2 separate regions of the Gossypium hirsutum genome follow, and region 1 is linked to region 2. Evidence: chromatin contacts called from public Hi-C data. All regions are on one chromosome and are shown on one strand. The core of a region is the stretch at or near the end of the contact, and the rest is flanking DNA. Distances in the headings are between cores, read along the strand shown. Region 1 has its middle 8.2 kb from the start of LOC107948147. Region 2 holds the start of LOC107945899.

Region 1 (4,797 bases), core at 983-3,482, 64 kb after region 2:
AATCAAGAAATAATAAAACACTTATTAGGGTATCTACTAGGGTTCAGTGTAGTTCTACTTAGGGTGAGTTCCTAAGGTTCACTATATGAGGTTTGGCTTCTAGAGCAAAGGTACCCGAACCAGCAGATTTCTCGATCCTCACCCATTATAGGCTCATATGGACCGAGTTCAGTTCAGGGGAATACATTTCTCTATGGCTGTACGGAGATGAAAATCTCACGAAGACATAGGTACGGATGTATCCCAAAAGCGGTCCACTATCCTGCACGGAGGTGAAAACCTCACGAAAGACTAGTTTATCACTTCCACTTAGAGGGGTAAAATTGACCAACCTATGCAATGCAAAATACAAATACACATTAACATATTTGGACCAACCAAACAAACATATTATGATCAAAATCATGAAAATAATGCATAAGGGGGAATCGCGATTTTAAAACAAATTTTGATTGCTCGACCGAAAGACAAAAATTAATCAATTTACGGCTCGACTCTCTAACCAGTCCCCAGCGGAGTCGCCAAGTTGTCGAAACCAATTTTTTGAAAACAAAGATTTAGTTGACTTTAAAAAATAAAAATTAGAGTCGCCACCGATCCTTGATGGAGGTGTGATCGGCTCACCTTAAAAACGGGTTTGGTCTACGAAACTTGAAAAAATGGGTTCGGGAGCCAGTTACGCACGAGGAAGGGGTTAGCACCCTCGTAACGCCCAAAACCGATACCAAATTGATCGTTTAATGTCTTGGTGTCGAAAATTTGAAAAGATTTTAAAAGAAAACTTTTTTATCCTGAATGAATTTAAAAAATGAGACGTTCTTATTTCAAAGAATTTAAACGTCACACCCAGTAAGTTAGGGCGCAACATTTTTAATCTTCAAAATTAAGTTTGTCTTTTGATTTTTAAAACTCGTGCATTTAAACCTAAGAAGGATATTCGGTTATTTAGGTAAAATGAAGAGAATCGAAACCCAGTAAGTTAGCGTACAATTTCTCAAAATTCCAAATACCAAACATTGCCTTTATTTATTTACCTTTTTTAAAAATTCTTATTTCGAGATGACAAAATGTCATGTCCAGTGAGTTAGGACCCAACATTTTTGAATTCCCGAGAATAAGCTTTTATTTGAATCCGTGTGATTTTATTGCAAAATAAATACTTGGCTCTCTAAATTCATCGAAAAAACAATCGAAATCCAGTAAGTTAGGACATGATCTTTCTCGAGAATCATGAATGCCAAATATCTTGAAAATTTACAAAATAAGATGATTTTAATGCTTTAATAAAAACCAACATTGTTTCCTTTAAAAGTATGATAAAATGTTTAATGTACAACATGAAACCAAACTTTAATTTAAATTATACATGTATATGTACTATAAAATGTCAATGCATATATATACACATGTATACAAAAATTATAAAAATAAAATAAAATAATATATATAAAACATATACATGTATTTACAAAAAAAATAAAAAATTGTATAAGTATAATATAGTAGTAACTTATGAAAATATGAATATATATGTATATATAAAAAAATGCGAAAAATATATTTAAAATAATTTTGAATAGTGTATAAATATATATTATAAAAAATATATATGGATTATATGGTATGGAAAATGTATAAATATTATAAAATATAAATGTATATACGTGTATATATATATAAAGACTAAGAAAATAAAATAATAGTAAAATATATAAAATATGTATATGTATTTATTTAAAAAAACATTTAAAATATATACATATATATATTATAAGATATATATGCGTGTACATACCTATAGGCATAATAATAAAATAATATAATAATAATTAATATAACAAAATTAATAATATAAAAAAACTGAAAAAAAAACTAAAACAACAGATTAGGGATTAAATTGAAAGTAAACAAAAACTCAGAGGCAGATTTAAAATAAATAAAATGCAAATGGGCCAAATAGAACACGCGTTTAACAGTGGAGGACCAAAAGGGAAATTAATCCCTTCCTCCAAAACGCTGCGCAACAACCTGGATTAAATTGAAACAGTAATAGAATATGCAGCAAAATTTAAAAGAAATAAAAAAATTAATTTAGACACATTATAAAACAAGGGGACTAATCGCGTAAATAAACCAGAGCAGTAAAAAACGCAGGTCTGGTCGGGTTCTGGGTCGGGTCACATGGGATATTGGGTTACACTAATACGGTGCCGTTTTTCAAACCAAATAAATCTCATTCAAACCCTAATCAAAACCCTATTCCCCTTTTCAGCAACGGCAACCGCAAGGACTGCTTTCTCCCCCTCTCTGCTCCTCACCGAAACCTCCTCCCTTTTCAACTCCGATTCAGACGAAACGCAACAAGGGCATCGACGACGCGCCACTACTAGTAAGAACCTCTCCTCTTCCACTTCGTTTATTTATTTTAAGAAACAAGTAAAAGAAAACAAAGAAACGGTAAAAGGAAAAAAAACAGAACCAAATAAAAAAACCAACAAGGGTGACGTGGGGCGGAAGCGGTTGCTGCGGTGCCAAGGCTAGGAAGAAGGCTGCTGTTGAAGACTCTAGGTTTCCAAATTTTTCAGTTTCGGGCTGATTTGGATTGTAGGGTAATCGGGCTACATCCATGTAAAAATGGACTATTTACTATTTTATTTGGGCTTATTTTTGGTTTGTAATATGGATATTATTTGAATTTGTTCTGTTTTCTGCTTATGCGGGCTCGGGCCCAAAATTGAGTATTATAGTGTTGATTGAGCTATAGCCCGTTCGACATTAATATTGTTGTTAATGTAAGAAAATATAAGTTTGAGTGTTCTAAAGTGTATTATACTTTAGAAAAAGTTATAAATAATTCTAAATTTAATATGAAAGAGCAAAAATTATAACAAACAAAAAAATAGTTGTGGGTGTTAGTGAATGAATAAAGGTAGGTGATGGGAATTGAAAGAGGTGTCGAGAGAGAGTGAAGAATGAAAGTCAGTAAATGGACGGTGGGTTCAATTAATACCCCTCTCCCTGTTTTTGGGGTTTAGTTTTATGTAACTCCTTTCATTCATCCCAAGGGTTCTTTTTAGGGTTTATATATATATTTTTATACTTTAATTTTGTTTTAGTGTTTGGATTAAAATATATAATATGTTTGTATTTTTAAAATTTTGGTAATGAGTTCTTATATTTTTATATTCAGAAATTTAATTTTTTATTTTAAAATTTAAGTCTAATAATTCTTTTTTTTTCTAAAACAATTAGGTTCATCGCAATGTCATATGTGAGGTTTTAAAAAAAAAAAGAATTTAAAATGTTACACCAATAAATTTAATAAAAAATTAACGATATTAACAATTGGACCTAAATTTTAAAATATCAAAAAGAAATGAATTAAAGTTTTAAAAATAAAAATACATGAACTAAATTTCAAAATTTTAAAGAGTACAACGTTTAATCTAGCACATGAATTGTAAATTTCAAAATTAAAGGTGTAAAGGAACTAGGATAAATTAAAAAATATTAACTAAATTTACATATGTAATATAAGACTAATAACATAATTTAATTAATATCGTTTGAGTCAAGACTAAAATATTAAAATTTAACAAATATAGAAATTAAAATTTACCAACTTGAAAAATATTAAAATTAAAACTATAATAGATATTAAAATTTTACTTTTTCTATGTTTTCTGTAGGGCACACACATCTGCATGCCCTCAAAACCAGACATTATAGGGAATTTACAAAGGACATTTGGGCCTTCGAGGTGGTGGAATTTGACTTCCAAAGTGTGGTTTATATTTTATATTGATTATTAAATTTTAAAATATTTCAATTAAGTCCTAAAATATTAGTATTGTATCGATCAACTCTTTCTATCAACATAACCATTAGCTTAGACATTAATTGTAAACACATTTATATTTATTGTGTGGGCAGCATAAATTTGACGTGTTAAAAAAATAGTCTTCTTTAATTTTATTGACACTATCTATTTAACAAGTTAGATCTATTTTGCGTATGCTCAATATTATATTCGAACTGAAATATAATGCCTAGAGTGACATTCAAGTTGAAAAAAAAGACTTGATGGATAAAATCGTAATATTTTAAAAACTCAATTAGAATGTTTTGAAATTTAGAGGTTAATTTAAAATCTAACAAAAGTTTGAAGGCATTTTATGGAGTTAACCCTTACTTTAAATTTTAAAAAAAAAATTTATTGCCAATTCAAACTAAGTCCTCATTAAATTAAATTTTATGGAGTTAACAAAGAGCTATTATTATTTCAAATTGTTTTAATTAATAGAAGCTTGTGGAGGATTAAATTAAAAAAAAAAGAAGAAGAAGAAGGAGAGAGAGGCATTATTCTAGCTATATAGCTGACCAAATGTTATATATCAAACTAAGTCCTCATTAAATTAAAAATTATTTTCTAACAACTTACAAAGTTTATTATGAAGATGATGTGATTTATGAACTCATTCAAAGTCTATGGGATTAAATTTAAGATTAATAACCCATTCATGATGCTATAGAGGTATCCAATTGGGACATTAAGATTGGTTCCATGCATAAACTAACATAGTTTTTTAATTGCAAGTTTCAACATCAATTGGGCATTTGTTTTCTGTGATTAGAACCAAGAATTTTGTATGAAACATGCCAATGGGTCAAACAATAAATCAACTTTCTTGGTTGAGTATAAACCTTTGCTTCAACGTTTCATTTTCTCTTCTTTGATTTCACACCTTGATTATGAAATGATAAATGTGACTCGTATGTTAATTTTGATTTTGTGTA
Region 2 (4,610 bases), core at 1,143-3,642:
TAATTAACTAAATTATATAATAAATATATTAAAATTACTAAGTTCAAAGTTTTTGAAATATATATTTTAAAATTTATCAATAATAAATTTAAAATAATAACAAGTCAAAGTAAAAAAAAATTGACCACTAAATATTAAGATGGGACAAGTTTATTGAGATTAAGGGACTACGTTTTTACTTTTAGTAAAATGTTGAACATAAATGATTTAATATTTTTTTAATGTTTACAATATTGTAGTTTATATTATTTATATTTAATTTTTATATGACATAAATGATATAATATATAAAAAATAAATTGAATAATTGGAAATTGGGCTAAATTGAATTAAGTTACTGTTTTGAATATTGTAGATTAAGGGTGAGTTTAGATGGGCGGTACGTTTACCTACGGTTAGTGTAAAAATAGCGGTGGTAGTGAAATTATATACTGTAGCGATACTGTAGCATGAGATAAAAAGTAAGCAAAACGCACCGCACCCAATCGCCTATCCAAACCCACCCTAAGTTTGACTCATATTTTAAATAGATTTATTTATTTATTTTGTTCAATTCCACTTTTTAAATCTAATATTTTTATTCAAATCTTTTTAAGTTTCAAATAGAATTTTAAACTTATACGTAGAACAAATTTATAATAAAAAAATAAATTCATAAAAATGTATAGTATAATAGAATTTAATAAAAAAATAAAGTTAAATAAATCATTTTTATCTAATTTTTATTTTTTATATAAATTTTTGATAAATATATTTCTTATTTTTATATTAAAGTTTACATAATTTAGACTAAATTAGTATAAATTAATCACTATTTTCTTAAACTTCGTAATATTCTTTAGCAATAAAACCAGTTGCCTTGGGACAAATATCTTCCACACATGAGCCATAGACCAATAGTGACTTAACACGCGGAAGTTCATCAGTCAAAAAACTTGGTATCACCTTACGTGGTGTTTAAGGTTGAGGTGACGTGTCTAAAATCTTGTGGTTCAAAAAGATTGGCTTATAATAAATGGGACACGTGTCCAACTTTTGGTCCAATATCGTATCTTATTGAAAGTCTGCTTGTGGGGACAATGTACAGGTGTCTGTCTCACTTGGCTTTTTCCTACGTCACTGTCTGCAGGCCACGTGGTGTGCAAAAACAATTTTTTTTATTTTTCAATTTTTAAGACATTATTTGGGTCTTAATCTTATGATTTGTAATGTCAAGATTCAATAAGAAATGGATGTACCAACAACAAGGTGGAAGAATATAGGGTTTTATTTATTTATTTGATTAAAACTACGTATAATCAATGTTGGATTTGAATAAATTTTTAGTTGACATCATTAATTGAGAATCTATGACACATTGATATTTGAAAGTTATCCATAAAAGTAGGATAGAGATCATATATGTTCTATGTTTATGTAATTTTAGTGTATGATCTGAGTTCTTGAAAAGGGAAAATAAAAAGCCTTTGAAGGTGTTAAAAGAAAGCCTCATAGAGAGATTAGGTTAGGGCAAAATTGTATATGGGTCAGGCTATTTAGTTGGGTCTAAAGATTTACTTGAAAAGTAGGAGGGTTTATGTAAAAATATAGGTCTAAAAAAATAGATTTGGATAAAAAATAAGGTTCATTTAGAAAATAGGCTGGGCATCAAATAAGGCTTTTTTGGCCTAGGCCTGGCCCGAATATGAAAAAAAAAACCTACTATTTTTTTTTATTTTCTTGTTGTTTTCTCACTATTTTGCTACAATTTCACTATTATGTTGTTACTATTTTGTTGTTATTGTTTGAATATTGTATAACTCTTGTTTTATTGTTAATTTTGATACTATTTTAGAGACATTTGCTTGTTAAGCTGCACTTGTCTTAGTGTTATTTAAGTATATATATATTTAATTTATTTTAATGTATTGGGAAACATTTATTTTATTGTTTTTAGTATTTTTTTAAAAAATTATATAAAAATTTAATATTAACCAGGCTTGGATAAAAATTTAGGCCCATTTTTTGGGCCAAACCCGACCTAGCAAATGGACATAAATTTTTGGTTGGGCTCGGCCCGAACTTAGCCAGGCCCATGGACACCTCTAGTTAAGAGTGGTTAGGGGGAATTTAGAATTTTTATTAGAGGCTGGAATTAATTATAATTTTTTTATTGATTAAAATATAAGTTTATCATATATTAATTTATAATTTCATCATTTTTGAAGGGACTAAACATAATTTTTTTCTTTTTTAGAGGATTAAAGTACAATATTATTATATATTAATTTATAATTTCTTTATTATAAGAGGATTGAATTGAAAAATTTTCATTTGGGGCAAAATATAATTTTATTATATATTAATTTATAAGTTTTCTATTTATAAAAAATGACTGGATTAAAAAAATAATAATTTTGGGAGGGCCTCGGCCCTTGGCTACCACCCTCATATTCGCTTCTGAGGGTGACACAAAATTTACAGCATGTTTGGTTGGGGGAATAGGAATGCATTCCCCCAATTCGGTGGGCCCACCACCAAACTTTAGTTTGGTTGGCTGTAATGATATTATAGCCTGAATCCATTCCAGCTCTATGACGGAAAAATATTGAATAGGCATTCCCTCCCTTCACCAATGAATAGCTATTCAACGCTTCCAGTAATATACAAAATTATTTTTCTTTCCTTTTCTACCCATTTTACATTCTCTTCAAACTCCCAACTCCCATATGAGATTTTTTCCAATAAATCTCAAAGATTATCATGTGAGTATGAAATTTTTGTGTTTTATTTAAACTTTCTCTTCTTACTTTCTTTTTACCCTCACCATTCTCTCAATATACCTGTGTAGAACGTTTGGAGTAAGCAAGAAGAGGGGTTTGAAAGAACAACAGCAGCAGCCATGGCAAAGAAGATCAGCGTAACAAAGAAAGCCTTGATTCCAGGTTTTATCAAACCCTCAAGAATGTCTAAGGGTACCTCTTTCTAATCGTTCCAATTTCCCATTACTTTTCCTCCTCTATTTTCTTTCTGGTTTCTCAATGTTGATTTTGGATTGTTCTTTTTCATTAGATTTAGAGAAATACCTTCTGATCTTTCGAATTTCAGTTTTGATTCTGAATTCCCGTGGAAGAATTTTTCCTCTTTAGGTGGAATCATAGGCATCACAGGAGTTGTGTTTTATGTGGTCTTTATGCAATGTTTTGCTGGCATTGAAGTTCAACAATTGATACTCATTTCTTATTTTTTTTCCTAATTCAACCTTAATCTGTATTTTTTCTGATTTCTCCTGTAGGGCATTCACTGTATTAGGAAAGCTGAAGCCGGAAGATGCTGTTCAGGCTACGCTTTCTTCTCTACCTGATGAAGTTGTGGATACTATTGGTGTTATAGCTCTACCATCTGAAGATTCTGTTTCGGAAAGGAGAAGGAACCTGGAGTACCTTGAGATGCAGGAAGAACTGATCAAGGTTGAAAAAGGAATATGTTTTATATTATTTTTCATATGAATAGTCTCCTCTATTGTAAGTTGTTTATTATTTTTGCCTCATATGGGGCTCAGTTGACCCTGCTTGCTTTGAAGGAGTTTAATATAATCTTAGCTTTAAATAGAGGCATTTAGTCTTGAAGTTTTCTGCTTAGCTTAAACAAAAAACCCAAAAGCAATATTCCTGGTCTTATGCAGTTCTTTGAATTTCATTGGTTGTTTTAAATTGGTACATTTGTAGGAGGAGGAAGAGAAAGAAGAAGAAGAGCTGGCAAGGATGAAGGAATCTAAAGCTAGAAAAGAGGATGTGGCATTGAAAAAGATGACTGTCCCAACAGCTAGAGAAGCACAAGAACAGACTATAGCAAGAGCGTTAGAAAAAAGAGATCAGCTCTATGAAATGAGTTGTGCATTGGTTGTTTTAGCTTCAGCATCTGTAAGGACTCTATTTGAATATTTTTTTCTGTGACTGTTAACTGTTGATTCTGTTCTTTTATTGTTATCTTCCTAGCATTATCACTTGCAATGTGGATTTGACTTCATTTTGTTCCTAATATGCAGTCTGTAAGCAGAGAGCGAGAAGAGTTCCTTGGTCTTGTAAATAAGGAGGTATGTTATAAAATTTGGGGATGAGAAATCGTAAGTTATCTAGCTTGATGTTTGCATTACCATATTTTTTCTATTTTGTGTTTTCATACTATTATGTTCTTCCCTTCAGGTATTTCCGGCATGCATCTGGTTCACTTTTTATACTCTCCAAAAATCTTGCTCAATATATCAACACAAACAGGTTAGTTTTTATTTGTTGTTGCTATAATCTTGAAAGAATGAGATAGACATTCTACTTTGAGATTTTCAAACTGAAAAGAAACCAAGGTTTCTTGACATTAGTAATTAATACAGTTTGGGTGCTATAAGACTAGTCCACCTGCAGGTATTTATGTGTTATAAACTGAATGACAGTTAAGCTAAATGCATATCTATTTTGTATGTCAATTACCAATCATTTTGCTTTGCATGCAAAGTTGAAAAAAGTCAAACATTCATTTGAAAAGTTGTGTTGCGAACTATACCTTCTTATGTTGCTTAAAATTCCTAATGAAATTGAGTTTCACTTCTTCTAATTTATATTACATGCAGTGCA

What was found. Hi-C and Micro-C count contacts between places; a contact is called where the count stands out from the background.
Region 1: a contact with region 2 is called in a Hi-C map of leaf, with 3 times the contacts expected there. The contact joins the enhancer-like site here to the promoter of LOC107945899 in region 2. A contact is called at or near these places in 6 of 34 Hi-C or Micro-C datasets (callus, hypocotyl, leaf and 1 more).

What each region holds. Positions count from the first base shown.
Region 1 is chrD12:41,591,484-41,596,280 of Gossypium_hirsutum_v2.1, forward strand. No RefSeq gene overlaps it. Among protein-coding and RNA genes, the nearest start is that of LOC107948147, 8.2 kb to the right of the region's middle. Within about 2 kb of position 2,233, at least 9 of the 9 cell types and tissues checked have an H3K27ac peak or open chromatin away from gene starts, as enhancers often do. A contact at or near this core is called in hypocotyl and leaf, where this site is marked.
Region 2 is chrD12:41,526,832-41,531,441 of Gossypium_hirsutum_v2.1, forward strand. LOC107945899 reads left to right here and starts at 2,393. Exons shown (of 7, transcript XM_016880048.2): 1 at 2,393-2,744; 2 at 2,831-2,954; 3 at 3,275-3,449; 4 at 3,708-3,902; 5 at 4,028-4,075; 6 at 4,185-4,256. The coding sequence starts at 3,429.